Linked DNA regions of Pan troglodytes: region 1 is linked to region 2. A link is a contact called in public HiChIP or PLAC-seq data. All regions are on one chromosome and are shown on one strand. Each heading gives the region's core, a stretch centred on a gene start, on an enhancer-like site or on the middle of the called end of the contact. The rest is flanking DNA. Distances are from core to core; before and after follow the strand shown. Region 1 holds the start of STK17A (serine/threonine kinase 17a). Region 2 holds the start of COA1 (cytochrome c oxidase assembly factor 1).

What was found. HiChIP or PLAC-seq counts read pairs in DNA pulled down with a chosen protein or histone mark.
Region 1: an H3K4me3 HiChIP or PLAC-seq map of stem cell-derived excitatory neurons shows a contact between it and region 2, with 2.9 times the contacts expected there. The contact joins the promoter of STK17A here to the promoter of COA1 in region 2. A contact is called at or near these places in 1 of 7 Hi-C or Micro-C datasets (stem cell-derived neural progenitor cells) and 1 of 1 datasets of contacts at active chromatin or transcription factors (stem cell-derived excitatory neurons).

Annotation. Positions count from the first base shown.
Region 1 is chr6:45,812,683-45,816,621 of NHGRI_mPanTro3-v2.0_pri, reverse strand. It overlaps STK17A (serine/threonine kinase 17a), which reads left to right and starts at 1,783. Exons shown (of 9, transcript XR_001719209.3): 1 at 1,783-2,212.
Region 2 is chr6:45,666,155-45,670,032 of NHGRI_mPanTro3-v2.0_pri, reverse strand. COA1 (cytochrome c oxidase assembly factor 1) reads right to left here and starts at 1,583. Exons shown (of 6, transcript NM_001251840.1): 1 at 1,295-1,583.

The DNA.
Region 1 (3,939 bases), core at 534-3,033, 150 kb before region 2:
TTGTATTCTTCTTTGAAGTTTCCAGTTCTCTGCTGAAAACTCTTTATCTTGCAATTTAATTTCTTGAAGATATTTAACAGAATTATTTTAAAATCTGTCTTTAAACTTTAATATCTGGATCTTCTGTGTGTTTATTTCTGTTTTCTTTTTCCCTTAGTTTTTAAGACAATTCTGTGTCCTTTGTTTAAATTAAGTTTCAGACATGGTGTATAAAATATTATATGGGTAATGTGTTGCTCTGGATGATGCTTTTTTTCCCCAGAGAGAATATTTACTGTTGCCATTTGAAGCTGGTTTTCAGCCCTTGGGTCTATTTCCCATTCATCCACACCCCTAGGGTATAGCTCTTCGGAGTCCCAGCTGAAAGCCTAGTTGCTTACCAGCCCCTCATCATAAATAGGTCCTAAACTCCAATTTTTTTTTGTCTCCTCAACCCCATGAGATGACTGAAAGCTCTGCTTACTTTCTCACTCTTTCAGCCATGGCTTTAAAATCATCAAATACCTCATGGGAAAAGTGGTGGCTTTCTGAGCTGCCTATCTTTCCAGGATTTCAGTCATCCAAGTCCTTGCTGGGAGAGGAAATTTTTAACTTTTGTCAACTTTTCTATTTTTTCTTAGAATATTGAACACAAATAAACTAGTATATCAGTGCCAGAAGCAAAACTCCACTGAGACAGTCTGAGTAGAGCAGTGGCGTGATTTGGTTTCGATTTTTAAAAGATCACTCTCATTGCCTTGAAAATGAACTATGTGGCATTAGGGAGGAAGAAGGATGGAAGCAGGTGGTCCAGTTAGTAAACTATCACAATAATCCAGGTGGCTTATTAAGAGATAACGATGGCTCAGGCCATGGTGGTAAGGTGGAAATAGAGAGAAGTGATCAAACGCCGCATCTAGTTTGAAGGAAAAGACAAGAGGGTTTACTGACAAACTGGAGATGAGCATGGGAGAGGAATCAATGCTCATCCCAAGATTTTTGGCCTGAACAGCTAGAAGGAAGGAGATGAAGAAAACTGAGACGGGGAAAGCTGGGTAGGAGTGCATTCATGAAGACCAATCAGCAACTTACTTTTGTGTATGTTAAGTCTGAGATGCTAATTTGACATGTAAGTGGAGATGCCAAATGCATAGTCAAATACACCAGTCTGAAGTTCAGGGAATATTTGGAAGCTAGAGATACAAATTCTGTAGTCATGAGCATATAGATGGTAATTAAAGTCGTAAGACCGGATGAGAGGACCTCGAAAGTAAATATAGAGACGACTACAGACAATATAAAGTGTCTATTTCATAGGGCTGGTGTGCAGGGTTAATAATATTTATACAACTCTGCCTCCAGACCCCTCTCCCAGTGTACGGAGATCAGGATCTCATCACCCCTCCCCACCACGTGAAGTCCTGCTTACAGCTCAAATGCCTTTTATTAACCGAAGTGCCTCCAGACCCCTCCCCTCCTCACCACGTGAAGTCCCGCTTACAGCTCAAATGCCTTTTATTAACCGAAGGTCAGCTTTTGTGACTCTCAGACGCTCAACAGGTGCGCAACTCTGCTAACGCAGTAGGCTGTCCTGGCCAAAGGGTGGTGCTGTGAGTCGCCTCCAGCCTCCGGGCCGTCCCGAAAGCTGCACCTTCTCCCTCTGAGCTGCAGAGGGCGCGCGTGAGGCATCGGGCGCCCAGGACCCCGCGGGAGCTCAGCGAGGGGGCGGGCGGCCACGGAGTGAGGCTGGGGCGGGGTCGGGCGCGGGGCGGACGTGGGGAGGGTTTGGCCGGGGCCAGAAGCAGGGTGCAGGGCAGGCGCGGGGCGGTCACGGGGGCGGGGCCGGTCGCGGGGCGCGGGGCAGGCCCGAGCTACCGGTAGTCTGCCTGCCGCAGTCCGAGCGCCGCGCTGGGGAGAGCGGGTGTTTGAAGGCTCCGCGGACCGGCACTAGGAGCCGGGGGCGGGTCCGTGACCCTCCGGCTGCTCGGAGCGAACAGGCGGCCAGGAAAGAAGCGGGCCTGAACACCATGATCCCTTTGGAGAAGCCAGGCAGCGGCGGCTCCTCCCCAGGCGCCACCTCAGGCTCGGGCCGGGCAGGCCGGGGTCTGAGCGGGCCGTGCCGGCCGCCGCCGCCGCCCCAGGCCCGCGGGCTGCTGACAGAGATACGCGCCGTGGTGCGCACCGAGCCCTTCCAGGACGGCTACAGCCTGTGCCCGGGCCGGGAGCTGGGCAGGTGAGGACGGGCGGGGCCCGGCGCGGAACCTTCCCGGACGCGCGGGGCGGGACGCGGGCGCCGATAAGTGCCGGGGCCGCGGCGGCGAGGCTGAGGTGGCGTTGCTGCTGCCGATAACGCGCGTTGTGACTTGGCACAAACTTGGGTGCCGACGGCGAGTAGGGCAGCCGAGTCGCACCACCGCCCCCTCCACGCGCCGCGCCCAGCAAGCGAGTGGTGGTAACTCGATGGCGGTCCCGGAGGCGGCGGAGGCACGGACACTTTCCTCTCCTCAGCCCTTTCGTCCTCTGTGGCGTTTCGAATGGCTATTTAACGAGAGAAGGTGCGGACCGCGCTCTGCCTTTCACCCCGAGCAGCGGGTCTGAAAACCAGAGGTCTGTGGAGCCGACTTTGCATTTTTCCTTCAACTCTTGCGACTTTCTTGGTCTCCCTGTGTGGTTTTAATAAAATACAGTATCCGTTGTGACCGCTTCCTTTGCACCGGCGCTCTGTTACCTTGTGTCGCTCTTCTGCTGAATTCATTTTCGTTTTCTTGGTTGGTTTTCTGCCGTTTTAGTTCTAAAGCATTTAGGTCCCTTTGCTTCGAGTTTAGATTGGTTTCTTTCGTGGGCGCTTGGCCCTTTTCTCGCTCTTTTTACTTTGCTGGGAACCGATTCTTGCCTTCTCCCCCCACCCCACGCTAGCCCACCCTTTTTTTGTGGGAGTAGAGAGAGCTTACAACTTGGTCTCTAAAGTTGCAGGTGCAGGCTGTTGGGATGCTTTACATTTTGTATGCTGAAGAGGGGTGATCGAGTGATTTTTGTGGGGTTTGGCGACTCTTCCTTGAGAACAGTTTGAAGAAGTTGTTAAATACTCTGGCTTTGGGGGCAGACCTGAGTTCATATTCGTGCCCTTCTTGCTGTGTTTGCCTTTGGAGGGGTTAGACTCTCCAGCCTCACTTTCCTCATCCGTAAGATCAGTATAATGATGACAGTACCTACCTCAGAGGTGTCCTGAAGATGCCATGCTTGTCAAGCGCATACCACTGGGCTTGCCACATGGCGTTCAGTAAATGTTCGCATTATTGCCAGCATTTGTCATGGTTGCAAAATAGCACCATGTTGTAATGGGAAAGGGCCTGACAGTTGGAACAGCCTTCAGCTGGGGTCTTGGAAAGGCAAACAGTGTAACATTGGTTATAATGTTAAAAACACACTGCCTTACACATATTAAGGTAACTTTTGGAAATAGTTTTTTTTGGGGGGTGGGCGTGTAGGGAGTGTGGAATCCTACCTTAACAAAGTCTTACTTATTCCTAAATGTTAACAAAAGGAAAAACACCTTTCAGGAACAAGATTTACTTCACTGCTAGGCCCTAGTTGACTGGATCTGTGCATATTTTGTGACAAAAGATGAAGGGAGCTGTGACTTAGCTGTGTATTCTAATTTGTCGACATTCCAAACATTCTGAAGTAACCCGTATTACCTGAAAAAAGGAAAACTGGCCGGGCGCAGTGGCTCACGCCCATAATCCCAGCCCTTTGGGAGGCTGAGGCGGGTGGATCACCTGAGGTCAGGAGTTCCAGACCAGCCTGGCCAACATGGTGAAACCCCGTCTGTACCAAAAATACAATAATTAGCTGGGCCTGGTGGTGGGCGCCTGTAATCCCAGCTACTCGTGAGGCTGAGGTAGGCGAATCACTTGAACCCGGGAGGCGGAGGTTGCAGTGAGCCAAGATCGCGCCATT
Region 2 (3,878 bases), core at 334-2,833:
GCCACCACGCCCGGCTAATTTTTTGTATTTTTAGTGGAGACGGGGTTTCACCGTGTTAGCCAGGATGGTCTTGATCTCCTGACCTCGTGATCCACCCGCCTCGGCCTCCCAAAGTGCTGGGATTACAGGCGTGAGGCACCGCTACATTTTAAATGGTGAACTCTTCGGTAGGTGAACTATGTGTCAGGAAGCTGTTTTATTTTTTTAAAGGACTGAAGACTGTTTTGTTTTGTTTTCATTTTATCCCGTTTTTAAAACAGTGCCTAGCAATATTATGAATTCAATCGATTTTGGCTAAATGCTAGAACAAAAATTAAAACTTGAGTAAACCATATAAAACTTTGCCATATCTAAAGTTATTAAATTACCGTAGACTGGCATGGTGGGAGCATAATATGAGTGGACCTGCAGGTGTGTTTTCCATGAAAGTAGCAAAGACTGAAAAATTCAGCAGAATCAAGACCCTGAAGGCCCTTGAAGTTAGGCTAAGAAATGTGTATTATCCTGAAAGCAACGGGAAGGCCAGGAAGATTCTGAGGACAGAAATAACACAATCTGATATGCGTTTTAAACGTGCAAGTAAAGCGGAGAGTTGCTACTTCTATCCAAAAGTGAGCCACCTCAGAAATAAAGCAATAGCCCTCCGGGGAGAATGGGGAGGAATCAGGGGAAGACCGGAGAAGCAGGTTATCAAATTATCAGAATCTCCATAGATTTTTTTAAATTACACAGCATCCACCCCCAAACACACATACAGACTGATAGGCACTGATATATACATAAATACATCCAATGTCCCCTACACAGAAAATCACTTTTGCAGTCAGCCCCTGTTGGGAGGGTTTTTCTGTTATTCAAGTGTGGTGGGGACAAAAAGTATTATAACCACTAAACCAGGTAATTCTTTCCTACAATAATTTGGGCAGCGTACTCCTCAGGGTGTTGAAATTTAGCACTACCAACAAAAGTGCCCAGTCCCAACTCTTCGAGAGGACCCTAACTCTTTACAGTGTGCTGTTGGGGATGGTCAGCAAAAACTGCAGGACAAGGTCAAGGTTAGCTCGACACAGCCTCCTAACTCCGAGCGGACGGAGCCACTGAAGGTTACCAGGTGCCAAAGAAGCTGCGCAGGGAGGCCGCGACCCGGCGCCGGCGCGAACCTCCGCGATGTGACCCGTGAGGGAACTCTCCAAGAAGCAGCGCACCCCGCGCGCAAAGGCGGCCCCCCGAATTGCAGGAACAAACGCTTCTTGCTGGGGGGAAGACGGAGACTCTTACACCGCGGGAGACTAACCTGTGAGCAACAGAAGCACCACGCTACAGAGAGCATGACGAGTTCTTCCAGGTGTGGGAAAGCACGGGTAAAGGCCCGCGGTCCTGCGCACCAGCGGGGAGCAGTAGAGACTTCCGGCGTCTGCTGCTCGCGGGGCTAGAGCGTCGAACCGGGACAACCGGAGGCTTCAGCTCACCTCGGATTGTAAATGCTAACACGGGTCCTCCGGCCGGCTGATCCAGAACTTAGGTCGCCGGGACGTGTGGCTTCTGCTTCTCAGACGCTCGGACTCGCGCCGGGAAGGGTTTCGCCTCCCCTGGTCTCCGCTTTTTTTTTTTTTTCTGCGTCCGGTTATTGCAAATGCATTCAGTCCAGTAGCACTAGCCCAGGAAATTTAAGCCACCGGCTCACGTTGCTCCTCACAGGTATGCGGCGCTTCCGCTGGCCTCCAAGGACACGAAGCCCCGGGCCGTCTGGCCCCTCACTCTAGCACTGAAATCCCTGCCGCCCCGTTCAGCTGACAAATTTGGCAGCACTAAATTTTATTTTATTCGACAAATTAAGTACCCAGTTAACACCAGGGAGTAACGGGGTAAGAAAATTTCAGAAGGCTGGTGGATAATAATAGCATTTGCCTCATAAATTTGTTATGAGGATGTGAAGCACTTAGAATAGTGTCTGGCACTTTGTAGGCGCTCAGTAACTGTTAGCTGTTATTATTTTTATATTGATTATTCCATAGTCACCACTATTATCACCTTAATGTCAAGCTTGAAATCCAGTATCTTTCCTCTGCGAAGCCATCACTCCAAGACTAATTAACTTTAGACTGGGGCATTCTTCTTTAAACTCTTAATCACACATCCCTATCAGAAAAAATATATATATATTTACATGTATCATGTATGGCATTAATATATTATGCATGCTATAAAACTCACAAGACATCAAACTTTTGATGAGGTAAAAACAATTTTTAAACTTTTTTAAAAACTTCTAACAGAAGTTCTTTTCTTCCCCCACAACAATTAGGTTGCCAAACATACATTCTATCACTCTGGAATCCACTAGCTAAATGAGCACATTATCAAAGCAACCTACCGCTGAATTCTGACTTCCCAGAATGTTTCTTTTCCAAAGAATTAATAGAAACTAATCAGATTGTGAAGTGCTCGGCCATAAGGACTATTTAAATGGTTCTTAGAGAAAAAGAAGAAATAAAATAGGCATCCACTGAGTAATATTCATTGATGCAACATTGATTATTGACTTCTTACATTTTCAAAGAGATTGAGGTTATAATACCTTACACCAAGCTTAATATTTCAAAGAATAAATCAACTAATAAAAAGCTTATGAGGTTTGGTATATGTGCATTTCATACAACGTTCATGAAAATGAACCCGAGATCAATTAGCTCCCGTTCTGTACCAGAAAGAGAAATATGTTTACTTTGTAAGTAATAAAACATTAAATAGGCTTTTCTGACCATTTGCTTGAAAACTCAGAACTTAACATTTCTATCACTGGACTTAAATCTGCTAAAGTTTTCGTCTAAATTTTACATTAAAAACAAAACTCTATAGTGAATAATGTTACCTATCCAATATTCATTTTCCTCTAACTCCTTTGTACCAAAATCCTTATTTTATTCAGATAGCTGCCCTGTTCCCAGAATCAAAATGATACTGATTAAACCAGTCATCACACAGAATTTTTTTGGAAATAGTTGCTAATCAAGGAACGAGTATATGACCCAGGTTGGCGCAATCTGACTGAAGGAAAGGACCTCTATTTCATGCTCAGGAGAAAGTTTCTGATATACTGTCCTCTTGACGTGGAAACATCTATCCCACACTGTCATTAATAGCCATCTTGCCCATCACAGGGAATAAAACTGATGGACCAATGCTGAGGACAACTGAGCAAGTTATAAAACGATGTCCTTGGTGACATCATTCCAAACCTGGAGCTCACCCTGTATCTGAATGCCTTGTAGGGATGTCTAATAAGTTTCCTTATTGTTTTTGTTTTCTGTTTTTCTGAGACTGAGTCTCACTCTGTCGCCCAGGCAGGAATGCAGTGGCATGATCTCAGCTCACTGCAACCTCTGCCTCCCGGGTTCAAGCAATTCTCCTGCTTCAGCCTCCCAAGTAGCTGTAACTACAGGCATGCACTGCCACGCCTGGCTAATTTTTGTATTTTTAGTAGAGAAGGGGTTTCACCATGTTGGCCAGGCTTCTCTTGAACTCCTGACCTCAGTGATCCACCCACCTTGGCCTCCCAGAGTGCTGGGATCCTTACTGTTTTCTGATAGAGATGCCATAAAGATTAAATGGGTTAAAATAGTGCTGGTCATATTGTAAGTATTTTAAGTGCTTAATAAATTTTAGTTATTATTAACTCACCTTAAGTCGGGATTCTGTTTCTTATAGCCAAAAGTACCCATCAAAATACACATTCTACCTCTCTTTTTCTATATATTTAAAGAAAGGGTCTGTTTTGATACTTTTAAACTAAGGAGCCAGGGAAGGGGTAGGAGGTGGAGAGAGGAGGGGCTGACTATAATGCTGTATGAGGGCTACTGTTAAGTGGTTAAATGGCT